Regions from separate parts of the Zea mays genome. Here region 1 is linked to region 2. Evidence: chromatin contacts called from public Hi-C data. All regions are on one chromosome and are shown on one strand. The core of a region is the stretch at or near the end of the contact, and the rest is flanking DNA. Distances in the headings are between cores, read along the strand shown. Region 1 holds the start of LOC100216791. Region 2 holds the start of LOC103651082.

Region 1 (4,428 bases), core at 551-3,050, 150 kb after region 2:
AAAGAGGAAGAAACTGAAATGAGCCATACGATTTGCCTCCGGACTCAAGGTACCAATAGCTCTTAATTTTTCTAGATTGATTGAATATACTTGACACATTTTGCTTTCACAATAAGAGTAATTGTGCCTGAAAGTGACTTGTATTTTTACCTTTTTTTTGTATGTATGCTTGCCTACATATTTAGTTGATTATTTACATCACCACATTGTCAGAATATATATATTCCCCTACTCCGTCCCTTTAAAATTGTAAGTCGTTTTAGCTTTTTAGGTACATAACTTCTGTTGTACACCTAGAATCCTAGATATTATTATGGGCATGTTTGGTTTTGACCCCTGACAAAAGGTGCCTAGCCCAGGCAGCTCCCAGGCCGTCGATTTCCAGCACCTGCCCTGGCGGCCGGATCTGCCTGGTCGAGTGCCCTAGGCCAGTGTCCCAACTAGACATATGCCCTATGTCTATAACTGATTATCTACGCCACAAAATATTGCCCTCATTGTCTATAGTATATGCTGATGTGGACTCCCTCCATTCCTATTGCAAGTTGTTTTGGGTTTTTCAGGTATAGCTTTTGCTATGCATAATGCATCAATATATATGCCAACACAGCAACACCTGCTTTGCACCAAGCGCTAATACATCTGTCTCACAGATTGGACAGCGCAGCGAACCGGCTTCATCCTTGGTCTCTCTGTCCATGCGCGCACATGAAGTCACGAAAGGTGCTATATTATGATATAGGACCAGGAGGCACCTCGGCTGTGCAATTCTTTGCCATTTTTCCAGGCACGAAGGTGCTATTATGAGGAAGCACCTCGGGTGTTTCCATATATTGCTGAAAGTGTCCACGACTCCACGGATGTTGTACACCGTCCACCGACCAGATAATTCCGCAGCAGAAAGGCGCCGACTATTCCTATCGTGGAATTGTTTATCCTCCACGAAGCTGTGGGCTAGAGCCCAGTGCTGAAGCTTACCAGATTTGACTTTGAAAACCACTACTAGTAGCTTCTAGCTTGTACACAACTAGGTATCGTGTATATCATCATCGTCGTCATCATCATCATTCTTATAAAGACACTAATCTATTTTCGTTCCTTGAAATCAAAAGAAACTTACCCATGTTCTCGCTTGATATGCCCTTCGGCTTATTATACGTGAGCACGTACCTTTCATGCGTCATCGAATCTGTGCAAAACGTCGAAAAGTCTGGTGTTAAGCATAATTACAGAATCGGCAAAATAGATCTGTGCACCTCAGCGTCTTTTCTTGGTATTCTTGCTTTCTCAAAAGCTTCACGACGAAGAAAGAGAAAGAGAAGGGTTCTTCAAACTCAAATTGTGCGCCAATGCTGTTACGGATCAGGACGGGGAAACGATCTTTTTTTTTGAAGAAAAGAACAAGGGTGCCCATGCTGGTTGCATTGCAGCTCAGCACCAGTACATTGTTTGGACGACCAACCACAGGAGTCCAGGACTCGGAGAACCACACCCACCCGGCGCCCCTCTCTCCCAAGTCCGACGTGGCAAAGCCATCCTCCCGCCAGCCGCGGTCGCCTTTGACCGGAACGTCTATCTTGTCGCCGAGAGCCACGCGGAGTGGTTCCACCTGTCATTCAGACGCCAATAACTTTTCTAGAAAGAAGCCAATAACTCAGTCCCAAATTAAAATTTGTTGTAGTTTTAGGTCCATCGTTATCCATTTAAATATAAATAAAAAAGCTAAAATCTATTTTGGGACGGAGGGACTATTATAAAGACACATCCCAAAGCGGCCTCTCGCCGCACCAACAGCCAATCCACACCTCGCTTGCGTTGTCCTCGCCGCGGCCTCGCCCTGATTCGGTTCCCCCGTTCCTCGCCTCTGTCATCGTCTCCTCTGACCCAAATTGAGCCAAGCGAAGCCGTGGCCGTGATCCGGTCCATGCGCGGAGCGTGGTAGCCGGATTCTATCGCCGTCGCCTCCCCTTCGCCGCTATTTTCCAGTCGCCGGGATCAGCCGAGTTGGATCTCGAGGCATAAAGCGTTGCGGGCGCCCGGCGAGGATACGATGCCTGCGGTGCTCGCCGCATTCGCTACCCTTCGAGCCGCCGCTGCCATCGCCTCCGGGGACTCCTCCTTCCCCTGTTCCCATCGTCTCAAGCATCGTTTTAGTAGTAGTAATTTTAGTAGTAGTAATTGTCATTAACCTTTGCGTTCCCTCCGTCGCGCACGCTCCTCGGCTCGGTCCTCACCTTCGCATTTCGGTTTTGGTCTGGTTGTGCTCGATCCGAGGCTTACTTTGGTTTTGCGGCTTCTCTCCTTGTCGAAGCTTGGTGTCTGGATTCGACCTGCAGATCGGAAGGAAACAAGGTGGTCATTATCACCTACAAGATAAGAGGTATCAAAATCACTCTGCTGTTGCCATGGAACCATTTATTAGGTTACAATCGTGAATCGTGGGAACTGGTTCCGAATTCTGATGTTTAGATCATTGTATAGGTGACATTTCTGTGTGATCCTGTCAGTACGTAAATTGGTATATGCAATTTCCTAGATCTTTCATCAAACAAAATAAGAAATAGTTGTCTGAAACCAGCCTATTTTTCTGTGTCCATGATTGTCCCTCTGATCAACATCCCACTACTTGCTGTTTTAGGTGATCCAAGGGTGTAGAGATTCCAAGCATTTTAAAAATAGTCACACCAAAAAAAACATGGCTAAGACGATACCTTTTTATGGATCTCATCATCTTCTGGTAGCTGTGCTCCTAGGTTGAAAAACAAATATGCTTGAAGGCTCAAATTTCAGCAAAATATGTTAATGCATATGGTTGTGACATCATCTATTTCTCCATTATAGTTTTCATAATTCTATCCAGTAATTGTGCGAGAACCCTTATGCAGCCCTTGTATTTGCATACAAATTGTTTATTGCTTATGCACATTCTTCTTTTCAACAGAAATTTCTCTTTGTAATTTGGGATCAAGCCTGTGGATGGACGAACCCTCGGTGGACTTCAGTGCTGAAGGTGTTAGTAGCAGATCAGGTCTCTGCCAAAGCACCTGTTTAAATCCTGGTTGTAAGCATGACCGTGCTTGCTGGGAAGATGATTATGTCAAGGCTGTAATATCTCATGGGCAAGATGATTTGGCGGTCGATGAAATTGGATTGGCTCTTACTGAAGTGATGCATGCATATGATGATGACAAATGGTCAAGTCTGTATGAAGATTTTGACGACGGTGTCGGCGATGAACCAATTCTTCCTCTGGAATCAGATTCAACTGGTGATTTTGTGGACATTGACTCCGCATCACCTACCTTTCCTAGTGACGATGCAATGGAATCATCAATTACCAATTCATTTGCTCGGAATTGTTCAATTAATGTATGTTTCTAATTTACCTTAAAGTTGATTTTCTTTCATTCTTTGCATATATATGTTGTCAGATATTTGCTCCACACTTATATTATTCTGATATCTAGTTACTAGTAGCTATGCAACTCAATTTTCAATCACATGATTATGTATAGTTGTCTTCTTGTGTTTTAGCACCTTTGATAACTGAAGCACACTTGAAATTTGATTCCATTTATTTATCCTCATGTTTGGCTGATTATCTCTTTGAACCAATTGATCATGTGATCCTATTTTTGTGAAGCTTAATGTTTTTGGGAGCCGATGGGTTTTGGTATTGTTCCTAATTAATTGCAATTATGGTTTCTTAGTTCACTATAGCTAGCAGCCTTATTGGTCCTTATTTATTTGAGTGAGCAATGAGTGTAGCATCTCATGGGGTGGTTACTTCCATATTTTATTTGCTGATTATGTAAAACAATGCATGAACCAATTCTATTTTGTCAACTTGAATATGAATTTATCTCCATGTAGGGCACTCCAAGTTTAGTTTCTGCAATGAAAGGAACACGTGTGAAGAAGGGAATCACGACAAAGTTGAGCGTTTCTTGGGCCCCTGATGTATACGACCCTCCTATTACTTCTGACTCGCACACGGTGAAAGGGCACCATACGAGTTCAACTAAGGGTAACTACAAATACAAGACCTCCAAGAGCAGCAGTACCACTAGAAGGAAAAAGGACAAGAAGCATTCTAGGCACAGTAGTAGCAATGGAGGTGGCAGCAAAAGAGACAAGAAGCATTCTTACCGCAGTAGTGCCAGCAGCAGCAGAGCTATTACCAGTGGTTCTCAATATTGTGACGCATACAGTGGTGGTGGCATCAACAGCAGAACTGTTCCTGAATCTGCCAAGATATCTCCATTGGTGGTAGCTGAAAATGTCACACCGCAAGAGATGGTTCCTGTACTGAAGACACTGGAACCAATCAAATGTACTACCAGCTGCGGCAAAGAGAAGCCATTTGCCTTGCTGTCGCGCCAGTTTTCCCCTGCAAGGTACAAGGGGATGTTCACCTTTTGGAACCAA
Region 2 (5,080 bases), core at 136-2,635:
GCCGTGTCTGGACTGGACCAAATCTCCTTCCCTGTGCACAACACCAGGTCCAGGAGAAAGAAAAAAAATGAAATCTCAAAGCCAGCGAAGTCAAGAAAGAAGCTTTGAATTCCCTGGACCTGTCACGACCACGTCTCCCCAAGGTTCCAACCCCATCCACGGAAGATTGTTGGTTTCCGGATGGATGATTACTCGCCTGCGACCGTGACATCCCCAGGTGACAACCAGAGGGGTCCAAATGCATGCAGCATGCCAAATACTACTCCAGCCAGACTGTGACATCCCCTGCAGGTGACAACCAGAGGAGTATACTACTGTATGTTTATGAAATCATGAGTGGTTCCTTTTGTTTTTAGCGTACCCAAAAAAAAAGAGCACGATCGAGGATGCAGTGTATACAGTACTTAAGTTCAGTTGGTCACTGAATCAGAGGCCAGCCCGGCCCCATGTGAAACCGCGGGAAGTTTTTCGCCGCGTGTGATGGCACGCGGTCATCGGGTCGTGGTGCCCGATTTGCTTGACGAATGCTTCCCACGGGGGGTGGGTGGGTGACCCTTGTTCACGCGGCCGCTGATTTTACTGACATCGAGAGCTATATGTGTGTGACGCCATCATTTTGACCAACTGTGGCCTTCCAGTTTCAATGGAAACAAAAGAGACAAGGAAAGGAGGGTTTGGTATCATCCACTTCCCATTTTCGATCGATGGGGGCGGGGAGGCACATGACCGTGGCGTGCCACCATCGACAACACCCAAAGTTAGCATCGTATCGTACCGTCTAGTGGCCGGCTAATTTGCTTGCCAGAACGCGCAAAGGCGGCACGGAAAGGATTCATCCAAGGAATCGAAAAGGGGTACCACATCAGGACAGGACGACGCGTCACCACGATAGCGCCGAAAGTCGCTCAGCCACTCTTGGCCTTGGTGGCTCCAATTACTCATGCCCAGCCCGACGTGCGCTGCGAGCCTGCCACGCGTTTTTTCTTCTTCTGTAGAACCGGTGCGGAGGACAGGAAAACCTGGTGCAGGGAACGTAGGCAACAAAAGAAAAAAAAAACCGGACCCGACTCGAGCGATCAGCAGCGGCACCGCTACGGAAGCCGTGACGCGTCCCGAGTCCGGACGCGTTGACATCTCGGCGGTGTGGCCGTCCGTCTATCCGTTCAGAGGGAAAGCTGCGGCTGCCGGCTGGCTACGGTACGCGTTGCGTCATCTGGGCTGTCTCTGGCCCATCAGGCGGCTGCCTCTGCCTTCCAGTTCCAGCCGCGTCGCTGCCTATCACACACGTCATCGGACGTGACCTCCTCACCCGCAGCCGCGGTGGGGCCCGTCTAGGACGTGCTCCTTTCCCTCCACGGCTTTGACATCGCGTCACGCCGGCCGGCCTCTGCCTGACCTGCCTCGGCGCAGCCCCACGCGACGTACGCCACGGAACGACGCGCCGACCGAGCCAAGCCAGTACTACCACGTCCCCCCAGCCAAACCAAACGCAGGCACGGCACGGCACGGCGCGGTGCTCATTCGCATTCCCCAGCCCCACCGATCGGATCGGCAAAATCCCTCCCACCAGCTCCCCACAGATCCCGGCGTCCCCACCGCACATCCCTCCCTGCTTCCTTCCCCCATCGCCCCGGCCGCGGAGGCGGAGCTTCCCCCCACGCCACGATGGCGGAGTGCCGCAGCCTCATCGAGTTCCTCCGCGCGTTCGAGCACCACCGCAGGGCGGCCGACATCTCCGCCTCCGCGTGCTCCCGATCCAGGCGGGCCGGGGCCTCCTCCGCCGCAGGCGGCTCCTTCTGCGACAGCGCCCCGATGGCCGTGGTCGACGCGGTCATGCTCCTCGCCGTCGTCACCGCGCTCGGCTTCCTCCTGATCCCCTACCTCAAGCTGCTGCTCCTCGAGATGGGCGCGCTGCTCCACCCCGCCGCGTCCTGCCTCCCGGCCGCCGCCTTCTTCGGGGCCGCCGTCGCCGTCGCCGCGGCCGTCGTCGCCTGGGAGCTGCTGGGCCACCACGCGCGCAAGTGCGGCAAGCCCAGGTGCAGGGGCCTCAAGAAGGCCGTCGAGTTCGACATCCAGCTGGAGACCGAGGAGTGCGTGCGCGGCCGCCCCGGCCCCGCGGCGCGATCGGCGCTGCTGGCCGCGGCGGGGGCGCGCCCCGTCGACCTAGGCGACGACCAGCGGGAGCTGGAGGCCGAGCTGCGCAAGATGGCGCCGCCCAACGGCCGTACCGTCCTCATCTTCCGCGCCCCCTGCGGCTGCCCCAAGGGCCGCATGGAGGTCTGGGGCGCCAAGAAGGTGCGCCGGATCAAGAAGTGAAGGGGGGAACAAGGATCGGATGGTTACTTGTTAGTGCAATAGTACTAGCGCACTCTTGTTCCTACCTCGATCCTCGTAAGTAGCTACTGCTAGGAAAAAAAATCCTCAGTAATAATAAGTATAAGTATAGGGAGACGAAATAAACGGAACACAGAACCAGTTATTATCACAGATAGCTTATATAGACAATAATATACTCCTTGTATTATGAACCAGTGGCGAATTTGGACAGAAATACATGCTGTTTACTTGTTCATTCTCTAATTTTCATGGGATCCTGGATAATTGATACAGTAGCAACATAGACAATATCTTAGTCAGTAGCTGCTTGCTCCTTTGGCTGTCTTTTGGGTCCTTCATTTTTATCCATATTGTGGTACAGGTTTAGTTGCTACTTACCTGTCTTATATGACATGTTTTTTGCTGTTGATTCAATGATATTGGGGTGAAGTTTTAGCTCCTTTATGGTAGGTTGACAGAATGACAGCCAACGCTCTCATCGTTGTTGAGGTGAAGTATTCTAGTTGAGATTGTTCTTTCAGCTTCTCGACACTCCTATTGTGAGCGTGGTAGAATTTGTGTTATCCAGCTACTCTTAAACTGGTACTCCAATGAATTTTACATAGTTTCAATGTAAATTGAACCATCAAGATTGGTTTCTGCTATGTTAATATGCCTTCCCTCAAAGGAAACCTTTACTTGGTTATTACAAGTTCAAACCTACTTTCTATGAATTCATGATAAACAATCTAAGACTACCATATTTTATCTATATGCTTAGCATGAGACATATATTATATATGTTATTAAATTCCCTTATACTTGTGTTATGTTCTGGGTGCTTTCAGTGAGACTACCTACTTTTTGAAGTTTTGAAAGGTTTTCCGTGTTCTTTTCCAGGCTTGCATGCTTTTCAACCATATTTTCCTCGGGCTAAAATTTATTCTTTTTTAGTTTAGCGGCTCTAGTGTCATAAACAGAGTAGCGGTCTAGCGGACCTTTGTAGAAGACTTCTTTTTTTATAAACTATAATACCACGCACATTTAGGGCTAGTTTGGTGATCGGGGAATCGTAGGGATCCATGTGGAGGAATTCTTTTGCTATTTAATTTTGAATAGCATTGAGATATCCCTAATTCCTTGGTCACCAAATTAGTCCTTATAGTTGTTTTTCTCCAACCTAATCCTACTTAGGTCTTGTTCGTTTGTGCCGGAATGGTGGGTCGGAACGATTTCTAACCGGATTGCTTCTCTAATTTATATAAACTTTGATTAGCTGGAACGATTCCGGGTGCAATCCAACACAAACGAACAAGACCTTAGGGCTTGTCGTTTTGTTCTCAATCCTTATGGATTGAATGAAATTGAGTGAGTTTAAATCCTAAACAAATCAAAATCTTTCATATATATATTTTTTAATCTCATCTAATCCGCATGATATAGGAATAACCAAATAAGCCCTTAGCTGTCTTGTTTTCGTAACAATACCTGTCATGTTTATCTGGTTTTCACTCACATATCGTGTTCATGAATTAATCTTGTCAGTCTTATGCAAGTGCCGCACTTCATGGCCTTCTGCACTCTGTAAAAAGAATTATGATGTGGAATGTTGTTATACCTTTTAATCTTTACTCTGTTGCGAGATGATCCAAAATGATAAATAGTACTTTGATTATGGAAGAGTCAACCAAAGTACATCCTAATATTGATTTATCTTATAATATGTTATCATTGGTACAAGTTTTTTGATGTCCTAAACTCGTATATAATTTGATTATTTGTTCAGCAAAGTTTGTAAAATTTGACTTTTCCCTCTATAAAATACGCTTCCCTTTCTGGGACAGAGTATAGTAGGTTAGTAGTAAAAGCAACACAAATGTTAACATGAAACTGTTTTTTGGCCTCTTTTGTAACTGGACGGGAATCTTGTGAAATGGTTTCTCCTAACCGTTTAACTCCTTGTTTCTTATGGTTTGATCCTCTGAGATAAAATTCCCTGCTTGTTTGTATTTTCTGTCGGAGATCCATTTTTCACTGCATCGGCAATCCTTTTGACCTCTAAAATGCTGGGATTCATTTTTCAATACTCTCATCGATTCACATCGTGCAGATGAGATGAGACATCACTGCCCTCTTCTCAATGGTGCAAACTCGTTGGTCTTCCATGGTTTGTGCTACAGCTACCTCATATGTTCGTCAGCAGCCAAACAATTTTTTGATCCGCGAATTAACTGGACTCACTTTGGCTAAAGACTTCAGGGGTTTCGAATCTTCCGTGTATGTTTGTAACTTATTGCTATATCGTTGTGGCAAACTGTGAGAGTATGGACCGTTTCTCGCATTGTGAACTTTGCCTCTTCCAAGCTTGTGAGCTACACTGCCGAATTTGCTTTCCAAGACTTCCACTGGAGGTGTACATCCTACTTTACCTGATGCCCTCAGGTTTCTTGTTAAAAAATGTGATCATTGAACAAATAAAAGTCATAAATTTTGAAGGTATTAACTGCACTAAAAATATAGGTGTGTAATTGTTTTAGAACGGAGCTGCTGGTTTTCAAAAATATAGATGTGCAATTATTTTAGAACGGAGCTACTAGTTTCCGAGTCACCAGTTCCCATTCGTATTTGAAGAATTTATTCATTTCATAAAAAAACACTCGTTCGGTTGCCTGGGAAGCCTTTCAGGCCTGAAACGGTTCCAGAAACAGTGGACCACTCAATTCAGTTCAGGATTTGATAAAGGATCGAGATTCCTACCGGGCCA

Evidence for each region. Hi-C and Micro-C count contacts between places; a contact is called where the count stands out from the background.
Region 1: a contact with region 2 is called in a Hi-C map of leaf, with 5 times the contacts expected there. The contact joins the promoter of LOC100216791 here to the promoter of LOC103651082 in region 2. A contact is called at or near these places in 11 of 25 Hi-C or Micro-C datasets (bundle sheath, ear, endosperm and 3 more).

What each region holds. Positions count from the first base shown.
Region 1 is chr3:191,466,918-191,471,345 of Zm-B73-REFERENCE-NAM-5.0, forward strand. It overlaps LOC100216791, which reads left to right and starts at 1,801. Exons shown (of 3, transcript NM_001143190.1): 1 at 1,801-2,380; 2 at 2,942-3,369; 3 at 3,874-4,428. The coding sequence starts at 2,977. It overlaps LOC100281037, which reads left to right. Exons shown (of 5, transcript NM_001366159.1): 4 at 1-49; 5 at 654-1,122. The coding sequence ends at 22.
Region 2 is chr3:191,313,987-191,319,066 of Zm-B73-REFERENCE-NAM-5.0, forward strand. It overlaps LOC103651082, which reads left to right and starts at 1,386. Exons shown (of 1, transcript NM_001374612.1): 1 at 1,386-2,572. The coding sequence starts at 1,666. The coding sequence ends at 2,316.